2 separate regions of the Gossypium hirsutum genome follow, and region 1 is linked to region 2. A link is a contact called in public Hi-C data. All regions are on one chromosome and are shown on one strand. Each heading gives the region's core, a stretch centred on a gene start, on an enhancer-like site or on the middle of the called end of the contact. The rest is flanking DNA. Distances are from core to core; before and after follow the strand shown.

Region 1 (5,150 bases), core at 1,340-3,839, 470 kb before region 2:
AAGAACGTGAGGAGGTAAGTTAATCTCTGGGCATAGTAATTCAAGTGTATCTAATACTAGAACAAAATCCATTGCTTATATTGTGATGGTATGATTATAGTTCACTAACCCTGGCCCTCAGCACCTTGTATGGATGGCTGTAGGCAGAGTTTTGAATGCTGGGGCCTGTATGGACCAATCAACCGGGTGTCAACCTTGTTTCAGGTCTGCAGGCCTCACTTTCGGGCTTAATTGGGCAGTTTATTTCTGCATTTTTAATTAAATCTAAAGGACACAATTTAAATGGAAGAAATTAGGAATTTTAGTTTTTTACATAATTCCTATGACCATATATCAGGCGAAACAAATAGAGGGGATGAAATATCTTTGATCAAATTAACTGATCAAATGATGGTGAAACAACCATCAGCTTTGATTGTTCACTCAATGAATGTTTTATCTTTGATTGGACTTCTTTTTTCATAAGAAGTTGCTGACATTTGGGCAACTGTCATGGTTAACCAGTGCCTTTTGAGTTGTCGGTCCCTCTTCTAATTTCTGTTTATAGTAAACAAAAGCAGAAACTTTTTCTTGAAAATTTTGGCTATCTTTAAATTCTGTCTGTTGTGGTTCTCTTACTATAAATTGTTGCTTTCTAATAGGAAGAGACACAAGTTGACACGGAAAGTGATGATGAAGATCAACAGATCTATAATCCTCTTAAATTGCCAATGGGTTGGGATGGCAAGCCTATACCTTACTGGCTTTACAAACTTCATGGTCTTGGTCAGGTAATTTCTCCTACTAATTCTTTATGTGATGTGAATTTTGGCGCATGCAGATACTTTGCCAACTTACAGATGACTAAACAAAAAACAGTGAAAGCTCGAACGAATATAACATTAAATCTTTTTTATTGTTTTGTGTTTTCTTAAACCTATAGGTACATTTTCCTTGATGTTTTACAACTAATTCTAATAAAAAGGTTGATGTTTCTATCCACATTTTTCTTCTAAATCAAGAGGGAAGAGGAAGTAGGAGTGTTAGTGAGACATCTGTACTTCTGAGTTCAACTTTATCATGTTCGGTGGATGTCGAGGTTGAGCTATCAAGCAAGCTAAATTTAAATATCCTAACTCTTGACAGATTAACTTGCGAGACTAATCGAGCTTTTCTATTTTTAATAATATTGGAAACTCTCAATTTGAACTCAAACTCGAAGCTAAGCTCAATCATAAATAATCAAGTTTGAAATTAAGCATTAGAATCATTCTTATATTTTACTAGATAAAATGAGCTTAATTGAATTTAGCTGAGTGAGCTTGAGCAGTTTGATTTTTATCTTGATCTTGGCCCTAGGAGGAAGGATGGAGTGGTTGTTCTAGGGCTTTTGAATTTTTCTTCACTCTTTGATTGCCTAGTTATTTTTGAGTTCTGGAACTTATACAGCCTTGCCCCCCCCCCCCATTTCTTTTTTATTCTTCAGGAGTTTAAGTGTGAGATTTGTGGGAACTACAGCTACTGGGGCCGTCGGGCTTTTGAGAGGCATTTCAAAGAATGGCGGCATCAGCATGGCATGCGATGCCTTGGTATTCCGAACACCAAGAACTTTAATGAAATCACCAATATTCAGGTATGAGTTGTTTGTTATTCAGATATTGCGCAATGATTTATGTTCTTTCTGCTTCATCTGCCTATGTTTGGTTTTTTCATGATTGTGTTTATGTGCCATCACCTTTGGTTCTCCGTTTCACAACCAATGCTTTGTTTGTCCATGTAAAGCAAAAAGATAGCTAGAGTTTACTTCTCTTTGTACACAAACGTTTTTCAAATCTAATTTATGAGTTTTTTTAGGTATAAATGTATAGTGATTAACCTGGAAGCTTGAAATTGGAAAATTGGTTGCGCAGGAAGCACAAGAATTGTGGGAGAAGATACGAGAACGGCAAGGAGTGAACAAGTGGCGTCCAGATCTTGAAGAAGAATACGAAGATAAAGAGGGCAACATTTATAACAAGAAGACGTATACCGATCTGCAGCGGCAGGGACTGATTTAAAGACGCTTGTGTTGAGAGTTAGATGTTTCCCATGCCTCGGGACATGGTTCTTAATTTTGTTACCTGTCAACCTTGATCATCATGTATGTATGATTAATGCTTTTGTGGCAACCCTGAGGGATAGAGGTTAGAAGAGTTTGTAAGACAGTTGTCTGAATTTGTAGCTCAACAAAACTAATTACTTAGTTCAAAGTAACAGTTAAACCCTGGAAAATTTGCTTGCGCAGCACCTTGTGAATATGAATGCTGAGCCATTTACACCTCGAGGACGAGCAATATAATATAAAAATGGACAATAAGGAGAAATTTGAACATTTGGTTTCGTATGCTCTTCCACGTTTATGCCGTCTCCTTCGTTTCCTTTTTAGGAAACTCACAAGGAAAAGAAAATAGATTACAACATGTTGAGACAATGCAGAGATGGTGAAACGGATGAGGAACGGATTAAGGCAGGGAAAGGTCGAGAATTAATGGGCCAAGTACAGAAGTAGAAGGACAGGAACTAATGGGCTTGAAGAGTGGATCAGAGATGAATGCGGAAATATCGAAAAAAGAGAATGGAAGATGGGTCAACAAATCTTTATGCTCTGAAAGGAAAAGGCTCGATATCCATAGCTGAAGGGTACTGATGATTTCAAGCCAGAAGCCCCTGAAATGTTGATGCCAACAGTCTAAAAATAATGATAGTACAATTTGATTACAAATTTGTTACAACAATTTCATGTATAAGGGTTGCTGTAACAATTGTTTCTCTATCCTGAATGATAACTCTTCTCTTCTCCATCTTCTTCTATTCTCCTTAAACCTCTAATTTCTTCAGTAATTTCAGTACACAAACGAGTGGGTTATAATAATTTGGTATTAAGGCTACCGAAAGATCTATTGGTTCGAGCTGGGAAAGCTGAGGAAGGCCATTGTCATGTTTGGTTCTGATGGTACCGAGATCTAGCAACTCCAGGAACAGCTGGAAAAAAACAATTGGAAATATTGCAGGTTGAAAACATTAATCCAAATTGATAGGAAAAGCAGAAAGAAAGCATTGATGTGAAGTTTACTGAGCAACAACAGAGAATAGAGGCCAATTTATCGAGATTCAGGGATACATTAGTAGGATCTTGGACCTGTTGTCTCAGAAAGGCCAAGCACCACAACCTCTTACCATTGCAAACATTAACCAGAAAACTAATCAGGTACCCTATTCAAACACTATCTAAAGCTGATGGAAAAAAGCCCGTCCAGATAACAGTTACTGATGACAATGAAAGGTATACTTATCAACGAAATGAATCAGGTGTTTTAGCTCCAAAACCATTCTCCAAACCTTCACATGGAAAAAGCAACGACACACTTAGTTGGGTCTAGCAGTTCACCTACCTTTAAAGAGATGCAACTAATATAAAAGAACACAAACACTAACGCGTCTAGAAACCTTGGCCTATTTTCCCTTAGACCAAAAATCGAATTACAGAACTTTAATGGAGCAAATCCTTGAGCGTGGATATGAAGTGTAAAAAGTATTTCAACTTATTTTCAATGGAAGAACATTAGAAGGTAGAGACTACAGAAAGACAATTTGACAAGATGGATTTTGCCAATGATTTGTATCTCAGGTTTTGTGATAGAACCTGCCTTGATGTGGTGGAAGAATTTAACAAGTTGACAGAAAGAGGATCAGTGGAGGACTACCAAGAAAAATTTGAAGACTTGAGGTCTTTCATGCTCCAGTATAATTTGCACTTAAATGAAGAGTATTTTGTGTCCAGTTTTGTGAGTGGACTGACGAAGAAACCAAAGTTAGACTTAAGGTGAATGAACCTTCATCTTTGTCTATTGCCTTTCAACACGCTAAACTTCATGAACTTTCCATGGAACTTGAAGCAAAAAAATAAAAACCTAAATTTTCCAACCGAACTCTTCCTCTACATATACAAAAGCCTATCCTACCACAAACTCTACCACACCTAGACCTAACATGACCCCACCACCTATTGTTCCTAACAGACATAATATCATGGAGTACAGAAAAACCGATAACCTATGTTTTAAATGTGGAGATAAGTTTCTTCCTGGCCACCAATGCAAGGTTAAAGAGTTAAATTCCATGGAAGAAGAAGGAGCTGAGCATCCTACTGAAGTGTTGATTGAGGAGGAATCCACTGAAGAATCCTTACCTGTTAATGGAGAAAAGAATGAAGGAGTATTAGAAATCTCTATTAATTCTTTGATTGGCAGTGCTGGGTTTAGCACTTTGAGAATACAAGGTTCTATTAAGGGAAGAAATATCTACATCCTAGTGGACACTGAGAGTATCACAGCTTTACAACCCCTAATCACTACAGTAAAATTAACTGGGGGGGACTTTTTTTTAGGCCTTTAGCGGCGCTTTTAAGTGCCATTAAAATTATTTGAGGCGTTTTTACAAGTGTCACAAAAAACGTCACTATTGCTAACGCTGCTAAAATTTGTGGCGTTTATTTGAAAAAACGCCGCTAAAGATTTTCGCACAAACGCCGCTAAATATCATGAAATTCAAAAAAAAATATAAAATATTATAAAGGTCATGAAAAATATAAAAAATTTAAAATTCATTATCAAAATATTGAGAAGAATAATATCCATGATATAAATATAAAAATTTTCTATAAAAATTCATTATCAAATTAAATTTTCTATTAAAATTTTAACTTTAAAACTAAATACAAAAATTAATGAATTTAAATTTAGAATTTAAAATAATAAATTAATAACACAATTAAAATCCAAAAGTTAGAACTTAAGTTATCATAAATATTAAAATAAAAATAAAAATTTAGAATCAAAACTAAAATAAATAATAAAAACTAGATTAAATATAAAAATATCAATAAAATAAGATATTATAATGAAGTTACTTAAATGAAATAAGGACTTAAATCATAACCATGTAAAATATAAGATTAGAATATCCATTCCCATGTGAAATATCAACATTGATTATTTAAGCTAGTAATGAATATTCTCTTTTCTAAGTCAAAATTACAATTCATGTTTTTCTTCTTTCAACTCAAATAAAAAAATGTTGAAAACAAAACAATTAAATAAAAAAATAGAATAATTAGTTGACACGAGATTATT
Region 2 (5,036 bases), core at 261-2,760:
TGCATTAATTAAAAACGAGATTCAAAAGACTTCAAAAATAAAAGGGCAATGCTTGGTATTTGGACACTTCGAAAAAGGTAGTGCCCTAACTTACTGGGTTGCAACTTTTCTCGTTGAGTTCAAATAGTCAAGCACCCTTCTAAGTTTTAAGGTTTTCAAAATACGAGCAACTGTCTTGGAATTTCAAAATGTTGTGTCCTAACTTACTGGATATGGCGTTTTGTCATTTTGAGATAAGGATTTTCAAAAAGGGTTAGCTTAGTTTCGAATGTCTTAAAAATATTGCTTCCTAACTTATTGGGCGTAATATTTTGATTCATTTGATACAAGTGAACTCTAATATTCAAAATTAAAACATTCTAATTAAAAGAGGTTTGCATCTTAAAACTTTCAAATTTCCGACATTAAAGACACGTGATAATCAATTAGGTACCAATTTTTGGGCGTTACGAGGGTGCTAACCCTTCCTCGTACGTAACCGACTCCCAAATCCGTTTTCTCGACTTTCGTAGACCAAAATTAATGTTTTAAAACAAAACATTTTATAAGGTGATCCAATCACACCTAAAAAGATTGGTGGCGACTCCCGTTTTTGTTTTCTTAAAGTCGATTCCCATTTTCCAAAACCCGATTAAAAAATGGTTTCGACAGCTTGGCGACTCCACTGGGGACTTGTAACGCCTCAAAAATTGGGCCTAGAAAGAATTGGGCCTTGAGTCTAGGATTCAGATAGAAGAAAACTTGAATAATTAAGAAGTTTTAAATATTATCGTTTAAGAAAAAAAATTGAATTAAATTACTACTAGAAAATTTTTACTATATTTATTATTACGGATAATTAGTATTATGAGATAAAATTATTGTTCTTAAAAAAATATTACTGTATGTATGTTTGAAATTTTTTATGAAAATTATTATTATTTACTATATTATTGATATTTGAAATTTTTATTATTAGATATATTTATAAAATTATTATTATTATAATTATTATTATTAGATAGAAAAAAATAAAAAAGAAAATATATATTTATAAAAGTATTGTTGTTTTGGTGTTTAAACTCTAGGAAAAAAATTGTTTTAATTTGGCCTCTTCTGGGAAGTAGGCTTCATTAATAAAATAGGGCTGAGTTTTAGCACAAGCAGGGATTTGGCCCAGTGGCTAAGGGTGCTAGGAGGGCGTGGGAGGAGCCTGGGTTCAAGGCGCGGCGTGCGCAATTTGTGTTTTTTTATATGCAGATCGCAGCTAGAATAAGGTTAAGATGAGTTGCGGGTATAATTTAACACAAAGAGCGCTTGTGGCGCAGTGGCAGCAGCGTGCTGGACAGGAGAGGGTGCAGGTTCGATTCGGTACGAGGGTGAATTTTGTTTTATTTTTAAAGTGGGCCAGAACTGAAGCAGGTAAGGTTTATAATTTATTGTGACCATATATTAGTAAGGAAGGAAGCCTGGTGCAGTGGCCAGCAGCACGGGTGTAAGCACAAGGCGAACGATGGTCTGGGGTCCGAGCTACAGTTTGCGCACGCAAGGTTTGGATTTTTGCTGCACGTGGGGAAGGTATTTGAACTGGACCGAAACACCCAGACCTTGATTGGAATTTGAATTAAGCAGGTTACTGTACGGGAAAGAATTTGGGTGTAATTCAAATTAAAATTTTGGCAAAAATTAAGGAAGGAATTTTAATGGAATTCAAATTGGAAAGAGGTGGGGTAAGTATTTAAGCCAACTATGGGGTGTTAGTTGGGGAGTTTTTTCGGCTAGTCTCTTGGATTTGAGTAAATTAGTCATTGCTGATTTTTGTTCCCTTTGATTGTTTTTTTTTCTTCAGTATATATTTGGGATATTTTAGAATATTTCCTTTGGGTTTTGATATTTTCTCTTCTTCCATTTCTTTCCTTCTTCTTTTCTTTTCTTTTTCTCTCCATCTACTTTCTCCTCTTCTTTTTCTTTTTTCCTCTATAGCGGAATCTTCCTATCATCTTGTACATCTCTATCTTTTATCAGTCATTTCTAAACCTTCATAACCATTTCCCATAAAAAGCCGAAATCCCGAAAGCCTATATTTTCTCCTATGCCGATTTTTCCTAGCCAAATCTTTTTACTTATCTTCATCATTCTTGACCGATTCTCTAGCCCTCTAAACCCCAAGTTTCTGTCAATAAAACCATTACAAAATCCTCATCTTTTCTTCACTGTTACAAAAAGCCGAAAACGCATAGCCATAGGGACATAGCCAAATTTTAATATCACTGAAGGCTCGACTTTTGTTATCATTTGAGGGCTTAGAACTGCATCAGAATCGAGTAGGAATTAAGGGGAATCGTTGATTGAAGGAATTGGTGGTAAGTCTTTCCAACCTAGTCTTTATTTCGTACTTTAGAAAAAGTCGAAACCCCTAAAGGTTAGGGAGGCTGTCGATTTGGGTTTATAGCCCTAAGGGTTGTGATAATTACTTTATTTTGATAATAGTGTGATCTAGAGGCTGTTGATCAAGGGCTTGGACAAGTGGAACAACTGGATCTAAACCTAGTCGCTAACTTCGGCAAAGGTAGGATCGCTAGTGCCTAAGGTGTTATTGGCCGAATAAGGTAAGGGATTAATATGTAGTTCGTTTCGGTAGTTAGATTAACGTGGTAGTAATATAATTTTAAGTAGTTCGTGCATGGATCTCGTCAATGAATCGTCATAAAACAGGTGTGTAAATGACACCCACTCATAGACTAGATCGGTAAAAGCCGAAAAGCCAAAAAGCCAGCATTTGTGAACTTGCGAGCGTGCGAGCGCTCGTGAGGTGGTTTGGTTGTTAATTTTGGTAATCGCAAGTAGTATGATTGCAGAGTGCGCAATTTCGTGCACTTCGGTATATTTGGGCTTAATGGGCCGAAAACGGGTTAGTGGGCCAACGGGCCCAATTCGGTAAAAACGCTCGGTAAGTGCTTCTGTTAATGTGTTAATGGTTAGAATATGTATGTAAACTCTAGAATAGTAAAATTTATTGAACTACCCCTAAGTATGAAAATTACCATTTTACCCCTAAGTGCAAAATGACCATTATACCCCTAGGGTTAATTTTGACTGAAATGCATGATATTCTGGTTCTGTTTGTTATATTCCATGACATGTATATCTGTTGCATGGGGTTGGGTTTTGTTATGGAGGAAGAACCCGTTCTGGTGGTTGTGCCACATATTCTGATATAAGCAGCTTTGCTGCGGATTATAGTTAGTGCCGCAATCGGTGCTAACACTGTAAGTGTAGGGATGGCGTGGGTGATTTATTCCCCACAGGAAGTGTAGGGATGGACGGAGGCAAGTGCAGGGTTGGATGATGTTATCATGCATTAATCATATGAGATTGTTCTGTTATGGGCCAATTGTATTGAAATGGGCCCAACTGTGTTAATATGGGCAAGGCCCAATATATCTCGACTTGTAATAGGGCTACAGCCCAGATTGATACTGATATGGGCTGGGCCCAGTATACTCTGTTACTGTAAGGGGTTATGGCCCAGATTAATATTGATATGGGCTAAGGCCTAGTTAACACTAAATTCTGAATAAGGCTTAGGCCCAGTAAAGCTTGAACTAATTTGGGCTCTGGTTGGGATACTTTACACACTGAGTTTTCCAAACTCACCCCCCTTTCTCTCCCATCATTGCAAGTGAGCCCTAGTTGGTGGACTTGAAGCTAGGCGGGATTCAGAGTGGCCAGGAAGATTAAGTTTCTGTTTTCTTTAAAATAAGTTTCGCATTTATTATTTTGATTATTTTTATTCTGGTTAAAGTTGTAATAAGGTCACTCTTTTTATTATTTTTTAATATTTTGGGTTATTAAATTGGTTAGCTCTAGGGCACGTTTTATAAAAGTTACTTATTTTTAAAATATCACAATAACCGAACAAAGCTTCCGCAACGTAAATGTTTTCAAAGGAAATAAATATTTTAAATAGACTTAAACTTAATTTGTTGTTCGTGGACAAGTAATAAGCTTAAAGTGTGGCAATGGATGTGTGCATGTCTAGGATTGGATCATGGAAGAGCTACGTACTTAAGCAGTCTAATTGACTCACCTCCTCTTTTCTTGAATCCTACCTGGTGCGTAGTATCCATTCACTTTAAGCCATGACAAAGAAGGTTTGATTTTTTCGATACTTAACTGTTTTTTTTTAAAATAACATGTTTCTGCCACTACAAAGGTTTACAAGTTTTCAAAGTTTCCCATAAGATTTTACAAGGTTGTTAACAATGCTTTGATTATTACAATGAATCACGTTTTGGAAAAAAATAAGGCTAAGGTTTTATTCAAGTTTAAACGGTAAAAGTTTCTAAACATCAAGAAGAGTTTTCAATGAAAACATGGTTTTCGAAAAACACTTCAATGTGACACACCGGATTCGGTCGTAACGTCTGGGCCGAGTTTGGGGTGTTATAGGACTAATAAGATAGTCAAGCCGTGTAATTGATTATCTCTTGTCTTAAATGTCGGAAATTAAAAATTTTAAAATATAATCCTCTTTGCATTATATGTGTTTGTATTATTGCATGTGTTGCTATATTCTGATACGCATTGCATTTGCATGACTGTTGTGGTCACACCCTTAAGTGGGAGTGAGAAGCTACGCCTTCGTGAGGTTTTCACCTCCGTGCAGGATAGTGGATCACTTTCGGGATACATCCGTACCTATGGTTTCGTGAGATTTTTATCTCCGTGTAGCCGTAGGGAAATGTATTCCCCTGAACTGAACTCGATACGAATGAGCCTATAATGGGTGAGGATCAAGGAATCTGCTGGTTCGGGTACCTCAACTTTAGAACTAAACCACATATAGAAGGACCGTAAGAGCTAGACCTAGATAGAAGTATACCGTAATTATTACCCTTTCAGGTTATCTTTGAGTTTATTGTTATCATGTGATACTAACTATTTCCTTTCTTTTGTTTCATATCATTTCTCATTTAAAAGGTATCGATTTTCGGTCAGTTTCTAAGTTAGAGAGTTTTATTATGGAGAACGGACTTCTTGATAGAGTGGAAGAC

Evidence for each region. Hi-C and Micro-C count contacts between places; a contact is called where the count stands out from the background.
Region 1: a Hi-C map of hypocotyl shows a contact between it and region 2, with 6 times the contacts expected there. The contact joins two enhancer-like sites. A contact is called at or near these places in 5 of 34 Hi-C or Micro-C datasets (callus, hypocotyl and leaf).

Annotation. Positions count from the first base shown.
Region 1 is chrA11:94,305,085-94,310,234 of Gossypium_hirsutum_v2.1, reverse strand. It overlaps LOC107891771, which reads right to left. Exons shown (of 6, transcript XR_005905243.1): 6 at 2,620-3,000. It overlaps LOC107891758 (splicing factor SF3a60 homolog), which reads left to right. Exons shown (of 13, transcript XM_016816659.2): 10 at 1-14; 11 at 642-770; 12 at 1,466-1,612; 13 at 1,890-2,250. The coding sequence ends at 2,036. Among protein-coding and RNA genes, the nearest start is that of LOC107891758, 6.7 kb to the left of the region's middle. Within about 2 kb of position 2,589, at least 6 of the 9 cell types and tissues checked have an H3K27ac peak or open chromatin away from gene starts, as enhancers often do. A contact at or near this core is called in hypocotyl, where this site is marked.
Region 2 is chrA11:93,836,370-93,841,405 of Gossypium_hirsutum_v2.1, reverse strand. No RefSeq gene overlaps it. Among protein-coding and RNA genes, the nearest start is that of LOC121209871, 3.7 kb to the left of the region's middle. Within about 2 kb of position 1,510, at least 2 of the 9 cell types and tissues checked have an H3K27ac peak or open chromatin away from gene starts, as enhancers often do. A contact at or near this core is called in hypocotyl, where this site is marked.